3 separate regions of the Sus scrofa genome follow, and regions 2 and 3 are each linked to region 1. A link is a contact called in public Hi-C and HiChIP or PLAC-seq data. All regions are on one chromosome and are shown on one strand. The core of a region is the stretch at or near the end of the contact, and the rest is flanking DNA. Distances in the headings are between cores, read along the strand shown.

Region 1 (3,238 bases), core at 501-3,000:
CACAGAAGGGCCTTTCTAACAAGGACAAGCAAGAGCACCACAGACATTCAAAGTTCTATTTATGACCACCAAAAGCCAGCGGAATTTTCTAAAACTTAATAAAATCCTAGAATAACATATTTACAACCCATTACTGCCTTGCTTGAGCCCCCATGTCACTTGAGTCAAGACACTATTATCATCCTTTGCTATATTCTTATTTATCCGTTGCTTTTCTAACATCTACCTGGACTGAGAGCAACTCTAGTGAAGTGGAGATTCATCCACAATGACGACTAAAAAGTTGTTAACTGAAGATACATTCTTTCTGGCTTACTAAAAAGTTCCAAAAGATGGAGTAGCTCAGCAGAAACGAATCTGACTAGCATCCATGGGGATGAAGGGTCAATCCCTGGCCTTGCTCAGTGGATTAGGGACCCAGCATTGCTGTGAGCTGTGGTGTAGGTCGCAGACGCAGATCAGATCCCGAGTTGCTGTGGCTGTGGCATAGGCCGGCAGCTGCAGCTCTGATTAGACCCCTAGCTTAGGAACTTCCATATGCCATGGGTGTGGCTCCAAAAAGACACCCCCCCCCAAAAAAAAGTTCCAAAAGGGCTCTACTAAGCCAGAGTAAGACCAAGTAGAGGTATAACAGCAAAAGGTCTAGATGGCAATCATACAACTAACATTCCTGACTTCTTACTTGTTACTGTGTTAGTTTCAGTTCCCCATCGGTAAAATGGTATTTGCTCTAACTTATTGGAATTGCAACGATCCAAGAGGATCATTCATCATTCACTCATTCAAAAAGCCTATCTATGTATATTATATTAACATTAAGAGGTGGTTAAAGTTATTTATACTGCTGAAGCAAAACGAAGCATTATGAATACTTTGGTGTGTACCAAATACAGTACCTTGCCCTAAACCTTGATTAATCACGTTTTACACAAAGCCTCAACAAATGCAAAAGTCACAAGTAAAGGCAAAGAACTTTAATTGTTCGTGACAGAGTACACCCTAAAAAAATGGCCCCCATATTCCCGGACTACTCCATCTGGCCTTAACAAGCAAGGCTTCCAGACATAAAAAGCCTCACGAGTATCTCTGACAGGGAACTACTCAAAAGAATTTGTATTAGCAAACATTCGTTTCTTGTCCATTCTGGAGCTGTTAAATCTTTGAAAACACGAAAATACAATCTTACGTTCACTTAATAGAAACGAGAGTCACTCGATGTGAGACACTTTGACACCTGAGCAAGTGTGATACCTGCTACAACTTCCATGAGTCCAAGTTACTGTGAAGACAGCCCCTGCGGGAAGACAGGGCACGCTTTTCTCTCTGCAATCATTTCAACCTCCCCGAATACCTCAACGGTAGAGCGAACACAAGGCCCACCCTTTTCCAGAAGCAGCAGGTAGAGAAGAAATCCCAGGAGCGCACAGAGGGTCTGGGAGTGGAGGCCCCAGCAGGAGAAGGGTCCGCCGAACCAGGAATCTCCCGAGATCGACGTGGTTCCCTCTGGTGCGCCTCAGGCTTCTCAGCGAGCAAGCCTTGGAGGGGACACTGTGGGAGGTGAGTCTAACCTGAGAGGCTGCGGGCGCTTGCTACGGCGGGAACAAGCTTAGTTGCTGAGAGCAACCAAGGCATGACTGCCACGCACACGGACCTGGGAGAAAAGGAAAAAAAAACAGCCGTAGAAGCGGCGCCCCGCAGGGCTGCGTCGCCAGGAAACCTCGGCCAAGCGCCCCTCCCCTTCCGGCCGGCGCCGCTCGCCGGGCTTTCCTCCCGCGGCGGCGCCCAATGTTGACGTCACGTGCGGAGCTGTGACCACTGCTCCGGCCGGAGAGCCCTTTGGGCGTCATGACGTCGTGTTACATTTAGTGGCCACACTCACAGAATGTCCTGTTCTAAATGGCTCCCTGCAGGGGCCGAGAGGTCCTGCCCTCCTTGAAAGCACGGCTGGGGACTTAACCATGCAGAGCTGTGGTTCTGAGTTAAGGCTGTAAGAATGCGTGCGTGCAAAGGCAGGCACCGCACGAACAGCCACACTTCTAGAATGTTCTAGCTAGTGCGCAGGGCAGAGGTAAAGGGAGCAGGAATGAACGGGCGAAGGACCCGGGGTCACGAGACCGTTGGGTGGGCGGAGCCAGCGGCCGGGGAGGTTCTAGTCTGTTCTGCCTCGCGGCAGCCGCCCCCTTTACGCCACGCTGAGCCAGCGCCCGGGCCTGGAATCGGGCCACAGCCACCGCCGAGCCCGCCGCCTCCCGCCGCGCCCGGACCATGGACCCCCGCAAAGTGAGCGAACTTCGAGCCTTCGTGAAAATGTGTAAGCAGGACCCGAGCGTTCTGCACACCGAGGAAATGCGCTTCCTGAGGGAGTGGGTGGAGAGGTGAGACCCGGGCCTGAGGACCGTTGGGGGTGGGAAGAGGGACGGCCGGAGGGGGAGCTAGGCGGGAGCTGGCGCGGGGCGGCGGAGCCTGGAGCTCGGTGGCGAGGCCAGTGGCGTCGCCTTCGCTTTGTGGCTCGCTCCGTGGCCGGGAAAGCTAGGCGCCCTCGAGGGTCCAGTGGGGGATCGGGGAGCTTAGGTAGTTGAGAGGCAGGGAAGGCAGAGGCCCAGCTGCGTTCCTTGCCCCCGGAGGCCGCCGGGGGTGTGTCTTGGGCGAGATGCAGGCGATTGCGGGGACTTGGACACGGAAGACGTGAGGGGGAGGGGCGCGAGCTGCGAGACTCGGCTTTCGCGTGGAGTTGTTTTTCTTGAAATCTGGTGTCCTGCTTAGGTCGCAGTGACACAAAACAACTCCCTTACGCACTGTGTCTTTAAAAGTGTTGTAAAAATGATACCTAGCTTTGATTACATTTACAACGACTTTAAGGGCGTAGAATCATTTTGGGAATCGCTTTTTATATCTGATTAGTGGCAGTACCATCACTTCAGGCACTTTAAGAAAAATGATTTTTCGAGGACCCGCGTGTTAACACGATCTGTTCTTGTTATCTTTAACTCCAGAGTACGTCGCTACGTGCATGGAATTAACTGAACAGGCGTTGTGCCAAATGCTAGCGAGGAAACAGTATAAGTACAATCTATTTAGGGATACAGATGAATAAATACAAAAATTCGTTTTGATATGTAGCGTGTAATAGAGATTAGTATTCTGCGTTTTGTGGAGGAATTTAAGGGAGAAAGGGAAATCTTTCCCGAAGTGATTTTTAAAATTCACTACTACGTGAGGAATTTTGAGAGGTGACATA
Region 2 (3,238 bases), core at 448-2,947, 450 kb before region 1:
TGCCACTCCCTGAACCTCATGTTCCCAGGCCAAAAAACAAGGCCAAACCTGCTTTCCAGGTAGGCCCCAGGGACCTCTGTGGCCTAGGAACCAAGACAAAGCCCAGCCCTGCCACTGTGGCCCCAAAGGCTAGGGTCAGCCCCAAACAACCAGGTGAAGGGCCTCAGTAGCTTCAGTCTGACCCTCATCCCTCTACCTGACTCATGTCAATCCCCCCTCAGAAGGCCCTCCCATCCCTTCTCCTGACACTCCTCCCCCACCTCAGCAGCAGCCCTGAAATTCATTTCCAGAAAACCTCCAGCGAGTACCTACCTAGTAACTGGGAATACTCACTGGAGGGGAAGAAGACAGGTCCTCATCCCCAGAGAGAAAGCCCATATATAAAGACAATTCGCTACTGTCTATCAGGGTATCTCAAACTTCAGTGGACTTTGGAATCACAGAGGTGGGGTGGGGTGTTCCTAAAAATGCAGATTCCTGTCCCAGGAGCCGCAGATTCAGTGGGTGAAAGGTGAGGCCCAGGAATCGGCATTCTAAACAAGCATCCCAAGTGATCCTGATTCAGGCGTTCCAGAGAAGGCGCCCTCGAGCGTCATTTAAGTGGCTGCTGCGACCCCCATCAGCCTCCTCAGTAACCCCTACGCGTTGCATACACTCGAGGCCGCCCAAAGGAACCTCCTCACCCCGACTCCCACCCTACCCTCTCCCTCCTGACCCCTCCCCGCCAACCCCTATCTGACCCAGCCTCGCTCAACTCGCCCCTGACCTTCTCTTCCCAATCCCTCTGTCTCGCCCTCCAGGGCCCTTGTCATCCCTGGTCCCATCCCCCTCTGCTGGACCACTTCACCCTGACCTCCGACCTCCCCGGCCCCGCCCTCACATAGCCCCGCCCTTGCAGAAACCCCGCCCCCAGGCGCGCGCGGACCCTCCCCCCCCTCACCGAGGCGCGCCCCGCGCGGGGGGTTCTCCATCAGCTTCTTCAGGACCAGCGGGAAGGAGCCTGGCAGGCCCCTTTCCCCAGCTGCGCGCCCCGGCCCCGGGCCCGGCCCCGCCTGCGGCTCTACAGGCGGCTTCTTTCCGCCGCCCGCGTCGGACATCGTGCCCCGCGCTCTGCTCGCGCGCCTCGCCTCCCCCGCCCGCCCCCCGAGATGGGACGGAGCCGTGCGACCCGCCGCAGCTGCCGACACGGGCGGCTACTGCGCAGGCTCCCGGGGGCACCCCCGCCTCCCTCCATCCCTACCCCGCCTGCGGACTGGCTCTGGCATATTAATTATTTATGAGTCCAGGCCAGCTTCCCCGGATGGCGGCCTTGGATTGGTCCGCCTTGAGAGGGGGGCAGGCACAGCCGTCCCGGCCGTGATTGGTTAGGCCGCCCGGATAAACGAGACACGTGCGGGGCCAGGTGAGGAGAAGGGCCGAAGGCCCCGCCCCATCTGCCTCTGTGTCACCTGATTGGCGCCTGGTAGAGTCAGGGTCTTAGGCCCTTTTCGGCTACAGCCCCTTCCCCTCTACCCAAGGTTTCACCTTCGCCTCCCTGCTCATAATACCCCTCCTCCTCTCGGACCACCGTTACCGCTCTCCCCTCGCACCCCAACCTCTCCACTTTCCGGACGCGCCACTGAAGGGAGGCGGAGCTGGGAGCGGCCATGCCGGCGGGGGGAGCCTATCAGAGAGCCCCCCGGGGCCACGCGGCCGTCCCCAACTCCGCGGGTCACGTGGAGCCACAGCCGAGTCCAGTTGCAGGGGGAGGGGAAAGAGGTGGAGGGCGCGAAACAGCCAATGGAGGGCGGGGGCGGGACCCGGGGCGGTGCACGAGGCACAGCACGTGCGGGGTTGCGGCGGGGAGGGGAGGGCCGGTTCTTTTGGTTGCGGGGACTCTGTCCAGGGTCGTGGGACCTGGACGCAGAGCCCAGCCCTTACCCCGCCGACCCGGAGGTTGGCTGAGGGCAGGGCCGGGGACGGCGGCCTGCCCATCGTAGGGACAGCCGGAACAGGCTTGGCTGCCGCTGAAGCGGGTGTCAGGTTCCCCGCGGATCCCGGGTTTCTGGCGCGGGCGTGGCGGCCAAATAAACACGAGCGTGGAGGAGCATTCTTGAGGTCGGGGCGGGGTGGTGGAGAGGAAGGGCGCGGCCCTGAGCCGGAGCCGGAGTGCACGCTTCTGTCCTCCCAACTTACTAGCTTGTGACCTTGGGAAAGTCCAGTTGCTTCCCGGAGCCTCTTTTCTCGCCCATAAAATTTCGGGGTTGGGCTAGATAATCTCTAAAGTCCTAAACGGCTCTGAAAGCCTGTTTCTCTTGAGGACCTTGGCTTTTTCTACAGGGAAAAAAATAAAACTCCTTCACTCAATCTACAGAGTACACACCTCGTGGGAGAACCACCGCCTCTCAAAATATAAATACTTCCTGGGAGTTCCTCAGGAAACCGGGAAAATGGAGAACGTGAGCGGGGTCCACAGATGTGGGGACCTTTCAGGAAGCTGCTCCTAGCGGCACCAGGACTTTGTACCTCTTGATAGCACAATTCATACTCTGCCTTGAACTCAGTGTAGACTCTCCGTGCCTGACAGGGCAGGGACTTTGGCTTGTTTATCCTGTATCCTGCCTGTGACTCGCGCCTTCCAGTAGCCGGGCTGGGGAATGGCAGAGCCCAGTCCTTGGTTCACGGGGTAGGTGCTGACAGCAACACCCAGCTAGCTGAAAGTGGTCAGGCTGGTATAATGAGAACTTTGCTGGGCACTGAGGAGGAAAAAAGCGCTTGGGCCCCTGAGCAGGCCTGGAAAGCAAGAGGTTTGAAGAAACTCTGGGTGATGGTCAAGCCAGGGTGGTGGCATCTGACTCCAGAAATCAAGGTCTCCCGGCCATGCTCATTAGATGTCAGTTATTTTCTGAATCTGATACCTCCCACCAATTGCTTCATCTCTCCAGGCCTCCTTGGTTTATGTCAGATGGAGATAGGGCAGGATTTACCTTCCCAGGCTTCCGTTAGCCAGTTAGTGTAAATGCAACAAATGGTAATGACCATAGCTTTACTAACACCCATGGGTACAAGTTCATGGCTTGGTGTATCCGTTATCCTACAGGCAGGTTGGTGCCCATGTCACTCCCTGTTGAGCGAAAGTACTAAATTGTGCACAGAACTCAGTTGTTGTTAGCGGGAATTCTGTATGTGGCTAAACTAAGACATCTCTAGAATAAACTGACCTAGAGGTTTTTAGAAATAAATTTCAGAGGGCAGTCCA
Region 3 (3,238 bases), core at 497-2,996, 380 kb before region 1:
AGACTTGTACCCAGGAACCAAAGTCCCAGGAAGCATCCCCAAAGGAATGGAAATCCCTGATCAAGTCGCTATGGGCCCCCAGTCCCCACCCGGCCCAGCCCCCTTCTCCAGCCCCTCATTCCTATTCCAACCCCTACTCTTCCCAATTAATGCCAAGTTGGCACCACTGACATCCAAGTCGTTTCTACAAGCTTTTTTCCCCTGGGAATCCTGCTTTGTCTCTGTGAAAGACCCCCAAACCGGACACCTTCTAAATCTCTGAGCCAGACGGTTTTGAAGGGGGAAGCAAGGAAAGGAAGGAGCGGGCCGGGAGGGGTCCCTGCCGCCCGCGGAGGGCGGGAGGGGGATCTGAGGCCGGGGTGGGTGGCTCCCGCGCACCCATCTCCGGGGGCGCCCCCCAGGCACTGGAGCTGTCCCTCGCAGCTCGTTCCTGACCGCACGACGGACCCCTCGCTAGCCTCCCAGCCCAGGGACCGCTCCTGCGACCGGAAATGCCCCCCTACTCAGACCGCGCCCCCCTTTCCTGCTGCCCCCTCCCTGGGGCCCGGCCACAGGCCCCGGATCCCCGGGCTCGAGTGGCCGCTGCAGCCGGCAGGGGCAGCCCGTCGGCGGCCGCGGTCCTCGGCCCGCGCTGCGGTCCCTCCAACTCCCCGCGCTGCCGGGCCAAGGCGCACACAAAAGGAAGGAGCGCGCGGCCAGCGACCCCCCCCCAGCCAACGCCCTCGACCCCCATAGCGGGGACCCTCAAAGTATCCGCGCACCCCAAAGCTCCGGACGCGAAGGAGAGAACCCCCCACCGCGCTCAAGAACATTCCAAGCCCCCCCGCGCGGGGGGGGGTTGCCGAGGCGGCCAAACCACCCAGCGGCAGGTGCCCCCGGCCGCACGATAACTTTGAAACTTCGGGGCAGGGCACGGGGGCAGGGAGGGGGAGCCCCAAAAAGGAGGAAAGCGGGATTGGGGAGCTGTTTCTTTATTTTCGCAAAATCCACTTTCCGGGTGGCCCCGCGCAGCTCCGGCCTGGCCAAGGTTTTCCCGCGCCTCCTCCCGGCCCCGCGCGGTCCCCGGGCGCCCCGAGCCCTCCCGCGCCCGCCGCCAGTTCGCAGTCGGGCCCCGGCCTCTGCCCCGCGGGGCTCGGGCCGCACACAGCACTCACCTCGGCCGGGCTGCGCTCCCCGCGGGCCTGCGCCGAGCCCGATAAATGGTATGCTATGACTAGAGGTATGATTACGTTATTATTATTAGTAATAATAAGAGTAAATGCTATTTAATTACGGGCGGCCGCATCCTGCTCCCGGCGCCGCCGCCCCGGCAGCTCCGTCCATGTGGCTCCGGAGCGCTTTACTTTCATTTCCAGCCCCCTCGGCCGGCCGCTCGCGGCAGCACCCGCTGGAGGCACCGTCTCCCTGCAGTTCTTCCTCCTCGGGTCCTAGAGCGCGGCTCCCCTCGCCTGGCGCCGGGGGTGGGCGGCGCGGGCTGCGCACCTGGGGGCGGAGGGGGCGGGGAAGTCCCCCTTCCCCGTGGCAAGCTCATGCCTGGCATGCACCTTTATTTTCTTTGAAAGTGGCCTTCCCTCTTAGGGCTTTTCTTTTGGCAATTCTGCATTTCGGGGCGGATGCTGGTCTAAGGCAGCGCCTCCGCCCTGCCTCCTGTGGGTAAAAAGCCCCCGGGTCTCCAGATGCTTTCATTGACGGCATCCCCAAAGCCTAGTTGCCTTCGGTCCAAAGACGAGGACCGAAGGCTCAGAGAGGCATCGGGACCGCCTTCGGCTGTTGTACAGGCTTTCCCGAAAAGATTTGAGACTGCTTAGAAGACCCAGAAGGTAAGGGGAGATCAAGGAAAGAGAAACCAGCTCCAAGCATCCCCTGGCACTGCCGCAGAGCTGGCCAGGTCCAGGTTGGATTCGAATACAGAGCTTCAGATTCCAAATACGGTGTCATCCCACCCTCCCACCGCTGGTCCATTGATTCCTGAGAGAGTTCTGGCTCCTCTTCATTTTACACTCATGTATGTATATGTGCATGTATGTACATATATGTATGTGTGTGTGTACATTAATGTATTAAAGATCTGCTGTGAGCCTAGCAGATTTATTTTTACAAATGTTCTCTTTTCTACGTTTGTGCCAGACAAAACCCTAGGAACTGGAGATACATGCTGAGACAAATTTTAAACACACTGTGATCAATGCTGGGAAGAACAGGAAACTAGCTCAGTTTACTTATTTAATTCTCACCATAATCCTGGAAGATGGTTTGGGGGTTGTTTTGATTTTTTTTTTTTTTTCAGGGCCGCACCCAGGGCATATGGAAGTTCCCAGGCTAGGGGTCGAATCAGAGCTTCAGCTGCCGGCCTACACCACAGCCACAGCAACGCCAGATCCCTGACCCACTGAGTGAGGCCAGGGATAAAACCCACATCCGCGTGGATGCTAGTCAGATTCGTTCCCGCTGTGCCACGATGGAAACTCCCTGGAAGGTGGGTTTTAGCATGCCTGTGTGCAGATGAAGAGCTGAGGCTTGGAGATTAGGTGACTTGTCCAAGGTGGCAGTTCTAACTCCAGAGTATCCTTCCCATGGCGTCCTCTACTTTTCATCATCTACTTTAAGGGAGCCTTGGAAAGGGGGAAAAAAATGCACCTGCACTGTCAGAATTTCTCAAACTCCTCCTCCCTTCACTACACTAAGATTTTTTTTTCAATTTTTTTTTTATTGTTTATTTTAGGGCTGCACCTGTGGCATATGGAGGTTCCCAGGCTAGGGGTCAGATCGGAGCTGTTTGCCGCTGGCCTACACCACAGCCATAGCAACACCAGATCCGAGCTGTGTCTGTGACCTACACCACAGCTCATGGCAGCACCAGATCCTTAACCCGCTGAAAGGCCAGGGATCGAACCTACAACCTCATGGTTCCTAGTTGGATTTGTTTCCACTGCGCCACAATGGGAACTCCCTAGACTACCGCACCTTGCCTCAAGTGAACTAGCTGGTAAACATTGTGGTGATTCCTCCATCCTGGGTTGCCAGCGGAATAACACACATCCTTAAAAGAGGATGGGGAGTTCTAGTCGAGGCTCAGTGGAAATGAATCTGACTAGCATCCATGAGGACACAGGTTCAATCTTTGGCCTCGCTCAGTGGGTTAAGGATCCGGTGTTGCCATGAGCTGTGGCGCAAGCTCGGATCTGGTGTTGCTGTGGTGTAGGTCAGTAGATACAGCTACGATTCAACCCCCTGAGCC

The links. Hi-C and Micro-C count contacts between places; a contact is called where the count stands out from the background. HiChIP or PLAC-seq counts read pairs in DNA pulled down with a chosen protein or histone mark.
Region 2: a contact with region 1 is called in a Hi-C map of liver, with 5 times the contacts expected there. The contact joins the promoter of TEF here to the promoter of XPNPEP3 in region 1. A contact is called at or near these places in 1 of 47 Hi-C or Micro-C datasets (liver) and 1 of 2 datasets of contacts at active chromatin or transcription factors (alveolar macrophages).
Region 3: a contact with region 1 is called in an H3K27ac HiChIP or PLAC-seq map of alveolar macrophages. The contact joins the promoter of ZC3H7B here to the promoter of XPNPEP3 in region 1. A contact is called at or near these places in 1 of 5 promoter capture datasets (liver), 1 of 47 Hi-C or Micro-C datasets (liver) and 1 of 2 datasets of contacts at active chromatin or transcription factors (alveolar macrophages).

What each region holds. Positions count from the first base shown.
Region 1 is chr5:7,581,231-7,584,468 of Sscrofa11.1, forward strand. XPNPEP3 (probable Xaa-Pro aminopeptidase 3) reads right to left here and starts at 1,751. Exons shown (of 8, transcript XM_021091468.1): 1 at 1,569-1,751. The coding sequence starts at 1,632. It overlaps ST13 (hsc70-interacting protein), which reads left to right and starts at 1,844. Exons shown (of 12, transcript XM_003481531.4): 1 at 1,844-2,375. The coding sequence starts at 2,266.
Region 2 is chr5:7,133,474-7,136,711 of Sscrofa11.1, forward strand. It overlaps TEF (thyrotroph embryonic factor), which reads right to left and starts at 1,698. Exons shown (of 5, transcript XM_021091460.1): 1 at 941-1,698. The coding sequence starts at 1,097.
Region 3 is chr5:7,199,683-7,202,920 of Sscrofa11.1, forward strand. ZC3H7B (zinc finger CCCH domain-containing protein 7B) reads right to left here and starts at 1,747. Exons shown (of 23, transcript XM_021091458.1): 1 at 1,155-1,747. It overlaps LOC110260635 (a long non-coding RNA gene), which reads left to right and starts at 1,881. Exons shown (of 2, transcript XR_002343885.1): 1 at 1,881-2,005.